Regions from separate parts of the Mus musculus genome. Here region 1 is linked to region 2. Evidence: chromatin contacts called from public ChIA-PET data. All regions are on one chromosome and are shown on one strand. Each heading gives the region's core, a stretch centred on a gene start, on an enhancer-like site or on the middle of the called end of the contact. The rest is flanking DNA. Distances are from core to core; before and after follow the strand shown.

What was found. ChIA-PET counts read pairs in DNA pulled down with a chosen protein or histone mark.
Region 1: a contact with region 2 is called in an RNA polymerase II ChIA-PET map of memory CD8 T cells, with 16 read pairs. The contact joins the promoter of Kcnh3 here to the enhancer-like site in region 2. A contact is called at or near these places in 4 of 39 promoter capture datasets (the 3T3-L1 cell line, frontonasal cranial neural crest, liver and 1 more), 1 of 484 Hi-C or Micro-C datasets (nephron progenitors), 3 of 115 datasets of contacts at active chromatin or transcription factors (effector CD8 T cells, memory CD8 T cells and stem cell-derived neural progenitor cells) and 3 of 9 other capture datasets (adipose tissue, embryonic stem cells and pancreatic islet).

What each region holds. Positions count from the first base shown.
Region 1 is chr15:99,223,247-99,225,946 of GRCm38.p6, reverse strand. It overlaps Kcnh3 (potassium voltage-gated channel, subfamily H (eag-related), member 3), which reads right to left and starts at 1,355. Exons shown (of 15, transcript NM_010601.4): 1 at 896-1,355. The coding sequence starts at 971. It overlaps Gm46538 (a long non-coding RNA gene), which reads left to right and starts at 74. Exons shown (of 3, transcript XR_001781769.2): 1 at 74-800.
Region 2 is chr15:99,152,345-99,155,044 of GRCm38.p6, reverse strand. The region is part of intron 2 of Spats2 (spermatogenesis associated, serine-rich 2); the gene reads right to left. Among named protein-coding and RNA genes, the nearest start is that of Spats2, 27 kb to the right of the region's middle. Within about 2 kb of position 1,409, at least 22 of the 459 cell types and tissues checked have an H3K27ac peak or open chromatin away from gene starts, as enhancers often do. A contact at or near this core is called in memory CD8 T cells, where this site is marked.

The DNA.
Region 1 (2,700 bases), core at 106-2,605, 71 kb before region 2:
TAGATAACTAGGCTGGCTGTGTGGCTCCTCCCACGGAGAACCGCTTGGTCTGGGAAGCAGGCCACCATGCATCCGATGCCCCGTTCGCTGCACACCCTGGCTCAGGGACTATTGAACGCCATCAAGAATGGCGGTGTGTGGATAGTGGTTGAACAACAGAGCCTGGAGCCAAGAATGTATTGGGGAGTGAGGGGTGCTGAATCAGCAGGCTTCAAGCCCAAAGCAGATGGAGAAGCCTGGGGGGTGGGGGAGCTCTGTGATGAGTTCCTACAGGCTGTCTACAACAGGAGGGAGAACGCTTGTCAGAACTGGGAAGCCCCACTGGAGCGAGAGGGGGAGGGACCCTGTTTTCACGACTTCCCTGTGTTCAGAGCCAGAGGAACTCAGAATCTGGAAGCTCAAGTTGCCTTTTCCAAACTTCCCCAGTCCGGATGTGAGTCTCCCGAGCTCAGAGGAGCTCAGCTTCTTTGGGGCCGGGTGGGCATTCCAAGCGACGGGTTTAGACTGTGCGATACGCTTGCAGACACAGTTCTCTGCTGAATCCCGCCTACTCTACCTTCCTTTGCAAATCTTATTTCTAAATCTGGGCTCTGTGAGCCCTCTGCGCTGTCCACCAGGACTGGTTCCGCGCTTCACCCGACTCGGCCTTTGCAACCGCGCCAGGTCTGAGGATAAGACAGGCTGGATCAGATTGACTCATCCCGGTCCCGCACCTAGGGACATCTTACAGTATTGACCCTGAAAACCTCCGGGAAACCTTCACTTACTGGAAGGAGAGAATGGCCCTAGCTTCAAGAGGGGTGAGGAAGGGGATGGCTGGTGGGCACCAAGCAGCAGGTGGCAGTTCCGACAGTGGATTACTGCCCGGAAGCTAGGGAGCTAGGGCCTGACTCACGCGTCCCGTCGAAGCGGGTGGCGATGGTGTCCAGGAAGGTGTTCTGCGGCGCCAGGAGCCCCCGCATGGCCGGCATCTTAGGCGGCGGGGGCCGCCCGCCCCATCCCTCCGGGGCGCGGGGACTCAGCGCCGGGGGAGGGCGCCTGGCTCGGCCGCCCCCCGCCGGGCCCCGCGCCCCCTAGAGTAGCCGTCGGGGGGCTATGCCCGGCCCAGGCTCGCAGGCCCCAGCAGCTGCCGGCGCACAAGGGGGCGTCCGCACCGTCGGGGCTGGGCGCATGGCGCGCGCGCGACCCCTCGCCGCCCACGGATTCCGGGCTGCAGGCCCCGCGGCCACCGCGCACTCTGCACCTTTGGTCCGCCCGCGGCTCCTGTTTCTGCAAGCGGGGTGGCTCCCGCTTGGGCTCGGCTCAGCGCCGGGTCCCCGCAGCTCCCTCCGTCTGTCGGGGAGAAGCGGCAGCCTACCTCCCGCACCGCCGCCTGCACCGGGGTAACCATGGAGACGGGGCACACCCAGTCAGGGCCGCCTCCTTAAAGAGACAGGCCTCCTGCGGAGGGATCCCCCTCCCCTGGGACCTTGGTGGGGGCAGGGAAGGCTGCCGCCCCCTAGCGCTGCCAGACTCCCTAAGGCGAGAACCCGGGCCGGGTGGGCTCAGCCTGACAGCCTCGGGCTTCTCTCTCCTGCAGAGGGATCAGAGGAAGGCTTGGGGGCGTGAGCGTGTGTGAGTGTGTTGTAGATGTGTTTCGGAACGAGAATAATGTCATGAGAACGGGAACTGGCGACTAGGTGGCGGGGAACGTCCAGTAGTTGAAGGTTTGGGGCCCCCGGGGAGCGCTGACTATGCAGAGTTCTCTAAAAGGGAGGCTTCTGAACCTGTTTTTCCCCCCGGGTTCAGTCAAGCCTTTCCCGGATGCGGCTCGGCTCCCCTGAAAAGTGGAAGCAGGAGCTGAGGAAACCTGAGGCTAGAGTGAGGTCCAGATGCCTTGGGCGAGACCCCGGAGCGCAGAGGGCGCATTGGGAAAGTGAACTCCAAGCCCTCCGCTCGCCCCACGCATTTCCTCAAGTTTCTGTCGCCGCGGGAGGGTCAGAGGCTGGTCCAGGAACCCTGTGTGTGCTTGGCTAGCCCCCCCCCCCCTTTAGTCGCGGAGTTCGATTCTCCCCGGAGCCCGCACCTCCAGCGAGGAGGCGGAAAGCAGGGGCGGACGGCCGTCTCCTGTCCCTGTCCCCGCGCGCCGCGACCGTCCCCGCGGCCTCTCCTGCCAGCGCCGCTCCTCCTCCCTCCTACGATTTGCCAGTGAGCGCGGCTGCCGCCCGCGCCCAGAGAAGCCGCCGGGGCCAAAACTGCAATTTGCTCTCCAATGGAAGAAGCCGGAGCTCAGCACTGCTCCCCTGCAGGAGACACACCCACTGCCACCAGCGTCGGAAAGAGGAGTATACCCTGCTCCAACTACCCGTCAGCAGCTAGTAAAGCCCAAGCTCAAGGCACCTGTATTTAAATGAACAGGAGCTTTGGGAAGAAAGGGAGGAAGTCCCCCCCTCCCAGTCTGCTGCACCCTGAAATCCAGCTCCCAGGCGAGCCTGAAATGTCCGCAGATATGGTTCCCGACTCCTGATGGGTCAGGGCTAAAGAGTAACCCCTCCAGTCCTCGCAGCAACCTTCTTTCCAGGAGTTAGATAGCATCCCGCTAAACAGAGGAATATTTTAAAGCTCACTTTAAGCCAGGGCGAGGCTGTTGTTGAAAGCGTCATCTGCAGAACTCGGCTAGCCGAGCCGGGTTTAAGTACTGCTCTGAACTCGCTGTCCAGG
Region 2 (2,700 bases), core at 160-2,659:
AAACGGGGGAGATGTTAGGAGCTATTAAGACAACACAATTGTCCTGATCTCTGAATTGGGCCTCTCCCCCCCGAGAAGAAAAGGGGGTCAAAAGCGGGCCACCGACACACCGATTCCGAGAACAACCACAGATTGTTCCAGTCCTAAGTCATCGCTGAAGTCCTGACCACATCCTGATACCACCAAGTTCCTGCTTCCCCGTGTAGCTGCCAAAAGAAAAAATTTCTATTGCCCCCCCCCCCACTGATAAGTACTTCTCCTTTTGCTTGTATTGCCCCACCCCTCCTGCTGATAAGTACCTGTACTTCCCCTTTTGCTTGTACATGGGCCTGGCTAATACATTGGGGCTTTGACGCAACTCAGAACGTTTCTGTGTTATTCGCACAAGGCCCTCGTCTCTCTCTACCCCCATTTGGTCCTTAGGAGAAGGTCCCCTCGAGACCCTCGAATAACTGGACCTGCTGGACGAGTCAGGAAAGAAAAGAGAAAAAGAAGAGGAGAAACGAGGAGGGGAGGAGAGAGAAGGAAAGGAAAGAAATCAGACAAAGGTGTTTTAGGCCTAATGATGACATAAAGCCAAAAGTAACCCAAGAAAAAGCCGAGGTAAAGAGCTGGGGCAACTGAAGCTTGGCGCATGGCTGCTGTCACTGTAAACCAAATGGTGGCTCCATTAAAGATTAAACAGATCTACTGTAAGATTCAGCAACCCCACTTCTGGGTATATACACAAAGACGTGAACACACAGAGGCTCTGTCAAGTGCTGAAGAGACTTTTTTTTTTTTTTTTTTTTTTTTTTTTTTTGGTTTTTCGAGACAGGGTTTCTCTGTATAGCCCTGGTTGTCCTGAAACTCACTTTGTAGACCAGGCTGGCCTCGAACTCAGAAATCCACCTGCCTCTGCCTCCCGAGTGCTGGGATTAAAGGCGTGCGCCACCACGCCCGGCTGAAGAGACTTTCATGAACAGATTGCTCTTCATCAGAAGACCTGCCTACCCTCCACTCTAGACTGCTATAGCCAACTTAAGTGTACAGAAGAGTCCACCCAGGTGTGGAGATTCGCAGGGAGCTACTAAATTTGTAGCTTTTATTTAGATTGATTACACCGTTTCCTACCATATAAATGATGACAAAGCATTCCTTTGACAAGGTGAGGTGAAAAATGGGATTATAATCTGAGACTCCCTCCTCATACTCTGCAGTGCTGGGCATCAAACCCAAGGCTTCCTGCACACTAGGTAAAAGCTCTACCACTGAACAATGCTCCCAGCCTGGGCCATCGGTTACAGACAGTACTGTCCCTGTCCAGAGTGACACACTGAGTGTGGCGCTCCGCTCCGTGTTGCACAAAATGCCTGCTGTTGTTCACTTGACACTACCGCACAGAGCCATTACGCCAACAGTGCCGTGGCAGCCAGCTTCCTGTGGAACCCACAGCTCTGACTCTACACAGACAGGAAGTAGATGAGGAACAGTATGGTTTATAGTTACCGTGGCCAAAGAAAGGTAAGAAATGCAGGTAAATACAGGCAAAGTTAGAAAAGAGCAAGCCTGGAAGCCCAGATAACCTGGAAGTATGGTTATCAGACTATCATTAGCCATCTTTCTTCTATTATTCAACTCTCTTTGAAAATTAAAAAGTAAGTCAGGCATGGTGGGCACTTGGGAGGCAGAGGCAGGGGATCTCTGTGAGTCTGAGGCCAGCCTGGTCTACAGAGCAAGTTCCCGGGACACACAAGGCTACATAGAGAATAAAAGTAAACTCAAGAGCCCACAGTAAATCAGCAGGCAAAGGTCTCATTGGCAAGTCTGGTGATCTGCGTGCATCCCTGGGCCTCACTCAGATGGTAGAAGGAGAAAAGGACTCCTCCAAGTTCCCCTCTGAGCTGCACATGGACGCCACGTCACACACTCAAACACGAAGCCATGCATGTCCCTACACAGATACATGCACACACAGAATAAATAAGCAAGCAAACACAAAACTTCTTTAAAAAATAAACTGAAAAGAAATGCCTGAACAACGTCAACTCTTGTAGCAGTGGTTCTTGTATGAACTGGACACACCTAGCACTGACCACCAAAGTGAGCATTCCTCGGGGTCTCTCTCTGGCCTGGGGCTTGCACCTAGACGAGGCTGGCTGGCAACTGAGTACCAGAAATCCATCTGTCTCTGTCTCCCTGGCACTGGGTTACAAGATAGATGAAAGAAAGAAAGGGGAGAGAAGGGAAGTAAGGAGAGAGGGAAAGGAAGGACAGAAGGAAGGAGGTTCAGGTAGAAGGGAAGCAGAGGGAGGGAGGGAGGGAGGGAGGGAGGGAGGGAGGGAGGGAGGGAGCGATGGAACAGCCATGTATGGATGAGGGGCAAAGCAGAGGTGACCTACATGGTGGGTCATAAAAGATGGGTCAGCAAATAAACATGGTGTCTAGTAAGTCTATATCTTAGCTTTTCCTCATCAATGAGCTATGCCATGCCATTTCATACCAGCTTGGAAAACTGTTACAAAATTATAAATGGAGCTGTTTCTTCACATGAACTACTGGAACCTGTAGGAGCTTGGGCTCTACTGCAAACGTAAGCGCAAGGAGGGAAGCTGTCAACACGGAGTGGAGCAGCACGCAGCTTTAGTGCCACCAGCGAGGCAGAGGCAGGCCAGGGCTACTTAAGAGAGCTTGTCAAAAGAGAGAGAGAGTGGAGGGAGG